Regions from separate parts of the Oryctolagus cuniculus genome. Here region 1 is linked to region 2. The links are chromatin contacts, called in public Micro-C maps. All regions are on one chromosome and are shown on one strand. The core of a region is the stretch at or near the end of the contact, and the rest is flanking DNA. Distances in the headings are between cores, read along the strand shown. Region 1 holds the start of RFLNB (refilin B). Region 2 overlaps VPS53 (VPS53 subunit of GARP complex).

The links. Hi-C and Micro-C count contacts between places; a contact is called where the count stands out from the background.
Region 1: a Micro-C map of ear pinna shows a contact between it and region 2, with 5 times the contacts expected there. The contact joins the promoter of RFLNB here to the enhancer-like site in region 2. A contact is called at or near these places in 2 of 6 Hi-C or Micro-C datasets (ear pinna and psoas muscle).

Annotation. Positions count from the first base shown.
Region 1 is chr17:46,650,844-46,656,310 of mOryCun1.1, reverse strand. RFLNB (refilin B) reads right to left here and starts at 3,593. Exons shown (of 3, transcript XM_051824574.2): 1 at 3,233-3,593; 2 at 1,135-1,244. The coding sequence starts at 3,457.
Region 2 is chr17:46,537,712-46,543,189 of mOryCun1.1, reverse strand. VPS53 (VPS53 subunit of GARP complex) reads right to left here. Exons shown (of 23, transcript XM_070061172.1): 9 at 2,436-2,514. Among named protein-coding and RNA genes, the nearest start is that of TLCD3A, 62 kb to the right of the region's middle. Within about 2 kb of position 2,694, at least 3 of the 8 cell types and tissues checked have an H3K27ac peak or open chromatin away from gene starts, as enhancers often do. A contact at or near this core is called in ear pinna, where this site is marked.

The DNA.
Region 1 (5,467 bases), core at 2,344-4,843, 110 kb before region 2:
CCCAAGTGCTTGGGCCCCTGCACCCACATAGGAGACCAGGAGAAGCTCCTGGCTTTGAATCGGCACAGTGCCGGCCGTAGCAGCCATTTGGGGAGTGAACCAACAGGAGGAAGACCTTTCTCTCTGTCTCTCTGTCTATAACTCTACCTGTCCAAAAAAAAAAAAAAATGGATTAGCAGGGACTCGAACCAGCGCCCATATGGAATGCTAATGCTGCAGGCAGCAGCTTTACCCACTCAGGCTGTGGCTTTACCTGCTATGCCACAGTGCCGGCCCCTGGAAGATCTTTCTCTCTCTTTCACTCTGCCTTTCAGATAAACAAGTAAATCTTCAAAAAACTCAGGAATGCTGGTTGTGAAAGCTTCACTGGTTGGGAGTCTCTCCAAACACAGGCACTAGCGGATCAATGAAACCCAAGGACAACCTGGATTTCCGGAAGAGACCATCCCCGCCCCCCTGTCACTTTATCAGCATTTTTTTGAAGTCCTTCCTTGGTAGTTTGGGAGCTCATGTGTTCATGGATGCAAAGCCTGAATGCACTCTGCTGCATATTATACAAATACAGGTGCGCACCCCAGACACGCAGCCGACAGCACTGCCGGCCGCCCGTGCCGGCGAGTCAGGCCCGGTGCAAAGGCACGCTCTCCGGGCGCTGGCTGCACAAGACACGAGCTGCCCGGGCGGAAGGGCTGAGCCGCTCACCTGCACGCCCACAAACCTCTCCGGCCGCCTCAGAGGGCCCTTTGTGCTCCCACAGCCACACCAGCTTCCAGAAGCCAACCCCCCAGAGCCCTCGGTGCCCCTGTACTCCTGGCTGAGTTCCCTCTCGGGGGCAGACCCAGGGAGCCTGGTGAGGATGTGACAAGGGACAAGGGTGTGGCGCCTCCAGGGCTGCTAAGGGCTTCTGGCCAGAGGAATGAACAGTGCAAGATCCCACACACCTGGGGGCCTCGTGGCTGCAGCGCGGATACCATGCGACTTCCTTCTTCACTGGGAGGCAGGAAAACACAGCTAACAACGCCCCCCCCCCCCCCCCCCCCGCCAAGTATCAGTCTGCTTTTCCTTTCCCATGGACTGCGCCTCCAACAGCACGAAACTTCAAAAATGAAATAAAATCAGGCCTGGAATATTTACCTCACTTCCTTCGGGGGTAAGGGGTCAAACTCCACTCCTTCGCCAAAGGACAGTGGGCACAGTCTTGGCGGGCAGCCGGCGGCCAGGGCACTGGGGACGGATGCTGGAGCCTTCCAGGACAAGGAGAAGGCAGTTAGAGCCGGCCCAGAGCCAGGGGATGCACCCCCCCCACACACACACACATTCCCGTGCCCCCCATCCCCATGCCAAGGTCACAGTCCTGAGCCTCCAGCTGTGGGGATCAAGGGCTGAGCCACACCTGGGAAGAGCACTGGACAGGGAGCCAGGAGGTCTGGGTTCAAATCCCCGTCCTTGCCCCCTGCACTGTCAGAGGACACTGAGCCATGTTCAGGCCAGGGGCAGCCTGCAAAGCAGACCTGACCCGCAGAGCCCCCAACCACGCTCTCTCTGGGACACTCTGGAGAAGGCTCTGACAAAAATCACCACTGGGAGTTTTTCTCAGCTAAGGATTTGGTGCAACTTCCTGCGTTTCTGGGGCTGTGGGATCAGCACCCATCCCACAGCAGGAAGCCGGCAAGCGCAAGTTCATGGGTGAGGTGAACCCCAGGATGTTCTCCACTTTGCCCTTGGTTCTCCAGCCTGCACAAGCATCAGGGGCCCTGCTTCACGGTGACAGTGCCAGCCCCGATGTGACGGCCGGTCCCACCCGGCTACTGGGGTCAGAGCTTCTGCATTAAGTGCAAAGTCAGCAGCCCCTGCGCGCCCTCCTTGCGTAAGCACCTGTCATTCTCTGATCTGAGAAGGAAAAACACCTGGGCCCAGGTGTGGTGGCGGCAGCCCCTCCTCAACACCTTGCAGGCGGCCTGAGAGACCCCCTGCATGACAGGCCACGAGCAGGGGCAAACAGGGGCACAGGGGGCAATGCAAAAGCCCACAGAGACTTGGACAGGACCGGGCAGAGGGTCCTGAGCACTCGGCTTCCGGGTCTGGGTGGGGAGTGTCCTAAGTCCAGGCAGAGGTCACGGTCGAGGCGAGAATCAGCTTCTGGAAACAGCCTCTGACTGGGACAGTTGGGCCATGCTCTGGCCGCAGCCCCACACCCGGACAGCAGGGGGCACCTCCCAGGCAGCTCCCCGACACACACCCCACATCCTTCTCCCAGGTATCCACACCAGCACCGGGTTCTCTGCCCTTCTCTCCCCTTCCTGCCCATCAACAGACGCTCCCCGTGCACCCACCCTGCCCCAGGTGCACCTCGGGGAGGGGGTGGGGCAGCCGAGGTTATAACCCCCCAGCCCCAAGCACAAAGCGCCCCTGGCACGGCTCTGGGGAACATCGGGGAAGGTTTCCCAGAGGAGGTGACCCGGGCTGGGCACTGAAGGGCCAGCAAGACCTTGCTGGAAGAGGTAATAGACCTTGTGAATGTCAGGGGGGAGGGGAGGGGAGGGGAGGGGAGGGGAGGGGAGCAGGCCAGCCTGCAGCAAGGCTGCAAACCCCGGAGGCTCCCCTGGAGGCAGGGGCAGTGCAGGTCCTTAAGGGGCCACCACGACTTCAGCCCCGGGGCAGAGGGCAGTAAACTGTGGTGGAGATTTTTTCGTTGAGTAAAAAAAAAAAAAAGTAAAGTAAAGTAAAAGGCTTAATACTGAAAAGGCCTCAGCCACCTGCGACACACGGGACACTCGGGCGCTCTCGGGACAGGGGCCGCCGCCAGGAAGTCAAGGCTAGGGAGTGACCGAAAGCAGGGCGCGCTTGCTCTCAGAATCGGGGAGCCCGGGGCACAGCGGAGTGGGCTCACGGGCCTCGGAAGGCAGGCTGGGGTCCCGTGCCAGGTCCCGGGGGCCCCGCCCGCCCGCCCGACCCGGGAGCGAACGTGGCTGAGCCGCAGCCTGGCGGCCACCGGGGGCGGCCACCCGAGGGAGGGGACAGCGGCGCGCCTCTCCCGGCCCCCGCGCGCCTCCCAGGCGACGACAACTTTCCAGCCTCCGACTCCAGCTGGCCAGTATCGCGCTGCTCCCGCCCGGGCTCCCGGCGACAGCCACGCCGACGGCGCGTCCCAGGCAGGGCGACACGGCCTGCCGGGGTGGGGTGGGGGGACGGGCGCGCTGGGGAGGGAAGGAGTCAGATCTGGGCCACTCACCGGGGCCGCGGGGGTCGCCGCCGCGTCGGGCTCCAGCGCCCCCGGAGCCGGCGCGCGCTCCCCGCCGCCGCCGCCCGCGCCGCCGCCCGCAGACGCCGCGAGCCCCCAGTGGCTGGGGCTGGGGCTGGGGGGCAGCCCCGAGTCCGGGCTGTCCAGGACGCCGTCGCCCTTCTTCTTGGCGTCCACGAGCTCGGGCACATCCTGCAGGCTCAGCCGGCCCACCATGGCTGGGCGCGGGGTCGCGGGCGAGCGAGGGCCGCGAGGGGCGCAGACGCGGGCCGGGGCCGCTGCCCGCCCGGCCGCCCTCCCTGCCCGGCCGCCCGCGCGCGCCGTCCGGGTCTCGCCGGCGGCCGCGCTCCGGGGCCCGCCCTCCGCCCCGCCCCGGCCCGCCGCGCCCGGGCCGGCCCAGCCCTCACAGGCCCCGCCGCGAGGACCGGCGCCAGGGGCCGCTGCGCTCCCGCCGTGCGCCGCCCGCGCCGAGCTCCGCCGGGCCGCCGAGCCCGCCCCCGGCTGCTGCCCACCGGCGCTGCAGGGGGCGCCGGGCGGGCGGGAGAGGCACCCCCAGCGCCGTCGACCCCCACCAGGCTACAGGTGGGCGCGGGTACCTTCCCCCACCCACTCGCCCACCCCCGCGCCAAAGCCCTGTGCCCGCGGGCTGGGAGGCGCTCGCCCCGGGCTCTCCAGAACTGGCGGTCGGGGGCAGCCGGCGGAGAGCCGGCCACAGCGAGCTCACAACTGGAAATTATTAATAGTTAATGTGCGTCGGATGGCTCCGGCCACTGCCGACGCTCACGGCGGCCCGGAGGAAAGAGGGCCCACCGCGGGGCTCCCGGGGGCCCTGGTTTCGGTGGGGGCCCACTCGGCAGGGGAGACGGTGACGTGGATGAGCTCAGCCGGCTGCCCGGGCGCCGCCTCGGGGGCCAGGGCCCCGCAGTGGGGGGAGGCAGCTTCCCCGCCGCCGCCACGGGAGCTGTGGGCTGCGCGCCCCCGGGGAACCCCGCACTGAGCAGACCCAGACGTCTGCCCTGGCCTCTGGCTTCGCAGAGAAGCCCCGTTGCGGGCAGGACCTGGTTTCAGGGGGTCTGGACTGACCCCAGAGCCAGCACCTTTCCCGGGATCCGCCTGACCCGCATGCACAGGGGGCACCCCTCAGCCCTAGGGGTTCTGGTGGAGTTCAACCAAGAGCCTGGAGATTGGGGCCTACGGTGTGGCGTAGCAGGTAAAGCTGCCGCCTGCAGTGCTGGCATCCTATATGAGTCCCAGTGGCTCCACTTCTGAGCCAGCTTTTTGCAATGGTGTGGGCCCCTGTACCCACGTGGGGGACCCGGAAGAAGCTCCTGGCTCCGGGCTTCGGATCAGCCCAGCTCCAGCAGTGGCAGCTATTTGGGGGAGTGAACCACCAGATGGATGATCTTTCTGTTTCTCCCTTTCTGTCTGTAACTGTCTCCATTTTGACCTGTGTCACCTGGGAGACCATTGGTTTCCCTGCACAGACGGGGGTCTGCTGAGCCCAGTGGACAGCAGATGTCACAGGCAGCTGGCAAGGAGGCAGATGATCAGCCCCTGGGCGAGGTCCACCCTGGAGGCCCCCTGCCTGGGAGCCAGGGGCTGATTCTTCCAACCCTCCCCAAATGCACAAAAAAGAGCCTTCCCGAGTCCCCAGAAAATAAAGGCCGGAAGGGATTTTTGCAAGGAGGCCTCACATCAGCAACTTGCGCTCCTGGCTCCACTCAGAGAGTCAGGTGGACCAGAACTTGCGGGCCGGGAAGAGCCCTCGCTGTGGTCAACCCTAGGGAACCAGCTGCTCTGAGCTGCCACCCCTGAGGGGCGGCCTCTAGGATCCCACAGTGCACAGCCTGTGGCGGCTGCCTGGGAAGGAAGGAGGGTGGGAGCCCTTGGGGCAGCCACTGTGCTCCACGTGGTGACCTTGGGCTGAGTGTGTCCTTCCCTCAGCCCCAGGCCTCCAGGGCACTCCTCTTGCAGCCCTAATTCAAAGCAGAACGTGCAGTGCATGCAGGCTGGGGGCGGCTGTGGTTTGCAGCTTCCTACTGCTGGGAACTCCTCGTGCTCGCTGGAGACATAAAAGGCGTTGTTTTGCAGTCTTGGGTCTTTACTGCAAGTGAGCTGGGGTTTGGGGAGAACTGAGGATGAGAGGGGAAGGCTCACCCACCACTTGCCAAGCTCCCACCTGGAACCTGGCTGCTGCTGGCCCCGCGCGATTGCAAGACCCCCAAC
Region 2 (5,478 bases), core at 1,445-3,944:
ACTCCCCACTCTGGGACGCCTACTCTTATAGTGCTGTATTTGTGCCAAATATTGTCGGAGCCAGACAGGCAGCCAAAAGCAACATACTGTGATATTGGCCCCTTGACCTGCAAAGAATAGTGGAAGGACACTGACTCGCCACCAAGGGAAGACCTTCGTTATTATAGAAACTATTTCAATCTAGCTGAACCTTTCTTGATAGGAAACCACTGGATGAGTGTGGCTGGCTGAGGGGACTATAGGAAAAAGAACACTTGGAATCTACTCTTGGCTTGGTTAGGAAGCCACGTATCACTGGTGCAGTTATTCAACCTCATCTGAAAAATAATGGACTTTAGGTAAATGAATAAGGTAATTCTAAATCTTTTTTTGTTTTTGGTCAATTTTGTCCACTCCTATGCATCTCAGTGGTATTTAAGTGTTTCCCTAAGACCTAAAAGTGTTGCCTGAGAACTAAACTGTTAGAATACTGATTTGCTCCACACTGGATGGTTGTCACATCATCCCCAACACACTAACTACTCAACCCTTGCTTTTGGATGAGAGTGTTTCATTTGACAAAGAAGTCAGAGAGGTCAAAACTTTTTTGTTCATGGATTTTTTTCACATATAAAAACATGATTAAGTTATCTTGGATACTTTAAAAAATATCTTGATTCCATTTGTAAAATAGGAATAATAACACAAGGCCTTTAAGAGAAATCAATACCTCTGACAAGGAAAAAGAAACATCGGCACTGTGGTATAGCAGGTTAAGTCACCACCTGCAGTGCCGGCATCCCATATGGGCGCCAGTTCAAGTCCCAGCTGCTCCACTTCCAATCCAGCTCTCTGCTATGGCCTGGGAAAGCAGTAAAAGATGGCCCAAGTCCTTGGGCCCCTGCACCCATGTAGGAGACCAGGAAGAAGCTCCTGGCTCCTGGCTTCAGATTGGCGCAGCTCCGGCAGTTGCAGCCATCTGGGGAATGAACCAGCAGATAGAAGACCTCTCTCTCTCTCTCTCTCTCTCTGTGCCTCTCCTTCTCTGTGTGTAACTCTGACTTTCAAAGTAAATAAATAAATCTTTGTAAAAAACAAAACTGTTTAAAATAACAACAAGTCACAGAGCCAGAGAGAAGACAGATGAATCGTAAAGAAAACCCTTTAATTTCATCCGCCTGGTGGGACCTGGGAAAAAAGACAGAAAGCAGTTCATGGTTGGTTCCTTCTACGTAATTAAGACTAGCCTCACTCACGTCCTTCTGAACTGGCTCGAGCCTGAGATCAGACAGTGGCGCTCACAGTCAGAGACTGTCCCCACAGTCCCTTTCGACTGCTCTGCCCTGCATGTTCCTCAAGTAGCACAACAGGAATAATGGCTTGTCAACATCTGCCACCTGCCTGCAGTTATATCAGAGAACTAAGGAAGATGACGTCTCCAAGAACAGTACTTTACAAATAAATACCTGATTACCTGCAGATAGCCACAAAACGACATGAAAGTCTGGAGCAGTTTTCCTAAATAAAGCTGGGGCGGCCACTCCCCCCTACTTCCTAAGTTTCCTTTATGGAGCACAAAGAACAAATGCTTAAGATATTTCCAGTTATTGAATTATAAAGTAGATCCAGGAAATGTCCCTTGGCCCAGGAGTGAAACCATACCCCCCTCCCCCCACCCAGTGCCGCAGGGAGGGCTGACAGCCTGTGTGTGCTTCGGTTCATTTCTGCCCTTAACAATTCTTTCTCTTGAAATAGCTCAAATAATACAGAAAAAAGATTCTGAGGATTTTCCCCTCTTGGACACATGCAAAGCATTAGGATGACATCTGCTACAATTTGAAGGAGAGAGCTAACAGCAGTTAACTAAGTCCAGCTAAGTGCAGGAAAGCTTGTTATATGAGAAGAGTAACCAATAGCTCACACACAGAATACTGTGGGCTTCGCAGACACAACACAAACAGCTCTGCTACCAGTGAGAGCTAAAGGGCAGTCATTCCAAAGAACAGGATTATGTTCATTAGAAGTGAGTCTCATGGTGTCACCCTGAGAATTACATAAGTCTGCGGATACTCCTCCCCGTTGTCTTTTCACCAAACCAAAACCCATAAATTATGTAACAATCCTAAAAAACACTGTGGCTTGAAGATTTTTTTTTTCAAACACAGCCATGAGGGAAAAAAAAAAAAAAGAAATGTTTAGGGCAGACAATATACAAAGTTTGACATAGACTAAATGAAACCAAAATAAATCCTTAATTTTTAAGGCTGGGAGAACATCACTCTGGAAATATTTAAAAATCAAGGTCAGTCTCATTACTCTCAATTTTCAGCAAACATATATTTGCTGCCAGCGACTACTTTTGGAATGATAAATGAATGGCAACTATAATGAACATGAATTAGGTAGGCAAGATTAGTAATAATACCTAAAGACTGAGGGAAAGTGCAAAATAGTACCTTGGTACCCTGGGAAGGAAATGCTTCTTCAAAATCTGCCAGGATTTGCTGTCCTAACTCAGTCTGCGCAGCTTTCACTCTGTGATAAGAAGAGCACACATCAGCATCGGCACCAAACACACAATCCATAAGGAGTAAAACTGTGGAAGTCTTCAGACAGCATCCAGGCGGGCTGCAGGAGAGTGTTTGGCTGGATGAGCGTGGCCACGCTCTAGTTGGCCGCAGGTTTACAGGATCGGGACCCAGCACCTGATGGAATTTTTGTATGTCCAGAGTTGTTCAAGGCCACCCTCCACCTGCTGTGAGGTAATCTGTGTTAGCCTTCACAACATTTCATAGAAGGGTAGTTATGCTATGGGAGAATGTCATATACATAATGACACCCAAATCAAATATAAGCCCATTTTGGATTGCTGGTATAACTGTTCTCTGGCTCCTTGGAGAATGGGATGAGGGGAAGAAGGCTCCAAACTGTTTCGGGGTGTTTTTGTTTTGCTTTGTTTTAAACTTAGAGACCAAAAGGATCAACATTTTTAAACACATGAACAGAACGAATGTTTTCTAAAGTAAAAAGAAAAAGAGCTCAATTATAAGATGAACTGCTAACTAACAGCGAAGGCCACTGCATCATTATCAATGCTCAGCAGACTGTGAAGATGAAGACTGAACCGCAAGGCACCCAGTCAAAGAGAGGAGGTCAGTACTTAACAGCGGTTTGCATGTGTACCAGGAGTTCAAGATGTTAACTGTCTTGAATCAAACAGAAGATGGGAAAAGTGCTAGGATGAGGAAGGAACGGTCTGCCCGTCAGCACCCCCTGCACGTGGTCGCACCCTCCCCGTCCTGCACTAGCTGCCTTATGCTGGTGGACGCCTCGTGCCAGCAGACTCCCAGAGCCGGAGGGAAACTAGGCTCTAGGGGTGTTGCTGAAGTGCCTGAGCCCGAGACAAATACTTCAGCTCTGTGAAAGCAGCATAAAACAGCATGCTTCCTTTCTTGGTCTCCACCCTGCTACTTTGGAATTAACTTTATGAAGTTTCTAGAAATAGTGAACAGCTCAAAACCACAATTTCTTTGGCTACGAAGGAGTACCTGGCAACTTGCTGAGTTTTTTTTTTTTTTTTTTTTTTTAATGATGGGATAGGCACAACTCACAACAGTCTGTTTTTTCTGTGGCATAGTTATAATTATGCCTTATTCCAAATACTTTCCAGGGTTTTTCCACTATCTTTAAAACTTTTCAGACTTTTCAAACTTTCAAACTTTTCTCATAGGTGTGCTTGCAACCTTTTAAAGTCAGTTTTCAAAGTTTTCTCAGCCAGAAGTGGCTGAGATAAGGCTATTACTGGAATAGCCTCGCCTCCCAGATCAGAATCAGGGCCATCATCTAAAGTTGCCCAACAGACAATGGGAAACATCCCTAGAGCGTGAACTCAGATAGGAGAGAAAGGAACATTCACAAAACTGCACCTCAGAGCATCTTGTGACTCCCACAGCATGGGCCAACAGATGGCCTCCTTCGGTGCCAGGTCACAAGACACAGCTTCCCGCAGTCATCCCTCTGTTCCTTCCCTCCCCTTGGAAGCACAGACACAGCACGAGTTCCCTTCTCAACCAGGACAATCTCTGGAGGGGAAGGCTTACCCCTGGCCAGAAGCACGTGGGGCCGTACTCCCAGGGCTCCTGATCACCTCCATGATAATCACAACAGACCCAGCAACGTCTCTTCACGCCCACTACCCCGACATTTCCTCACCCACATTCTTTCTGACTCTGAGACTAAGGTGGCTGAAAAGGCAACAGGCGTCCGTCACAGGGTTTTGGCACTACCAGAGCACAGAAGTGAACTGACAGACAATGATTTGTAGACCTCCTTGCCATGATCTGCAGTCTGTTTTTAAAGTCACTTCCGGGCACAGGCGAGACTTGAGCTGTGTGTGCCCCACAACTAAGAACACTTGTGAAAAACAGGGTAGGGCTAGAAGCCTGTATTAGAGGACTTCCAGTGTCCTCTTCAGCAGTGACTGATCTACAACTGTCCTCTTTCGGCACTAGCTGGCAACAGCATCCATCTCTGCAGGTGGCTACAAATTGTATGTTAATTAGGGTAGGAAATGAAGAATAAGCTTCTGCATTTAAACACTTCCAAAAGAAGTTTGTAAAGTGTGCGTCAGTGCCTTGGGTGAAAGAGCATTCCCTTACAGAAATTACTGATGGGTATCAACAAACCCAAATGTGAACCCATGCATCGTGGAGGTGAGAGGTGAATCAGTCTTTACAGCCAGTTGCCTCAACAGGATCCTAGAAGGAAATCAACATGTAGATTAGTTCTTTGACCTCACTTCTTAAATTCTTTCCTCTTCTAACAATGGAAGGTAAGTTCCTACTGTGAAATGATGGATCAAGTGAGAAAGTCAGCATAGCAAACATGAGTTAACCACCGGGGGCCAGCACCGTGGAATAGTGGGTAAAGCCGTTGCTTGCCGTGCTGGCATCCCACATGGGTGCTGGTTCCAGTCCTGGCTGCTCCACTTCCAATCCAGCTCTCTGCTGTGGCCTAGGAATGCAGTGGAAGATGGCTTTGGATAGGCGCAGCTCTGGCCATTGTAGCCATTTGGGGAGCGAACCAGCGGATGGAAAACTTCTCTCTCTCTCTCTGCCTCTGTCTCTCTGTAACTCTGCTTCTCAGATAAATAAACAAATCTTTAAAAAAATTAATCACCATTTTCCTATTAATTTTTTTAAAGATTTATTTATTTATTTATTTATCTGAAAGGCAGAGTTACAGATACAGAGAGGGAGAAACACAGAGAAAGGTCTTCCGTCCGCTGGTTCACTCTCCAAATGACTGCAATGGCTGGAGCTAAGCTGATCTGAAGCCAGGAGCCAGGAGCTTCTTCCAGGTCTCCCATGCAGGTGCAGAGGCCCAAACACTGGGCCATCTTCCACTGCTTTTCCAGGCCATAAGCAGAGAGCTGGGATAGGAGCAGCGGGGACACGAAATGGCACCCATATGGGATGCCAGTACTGTAGGCAGAGGTTT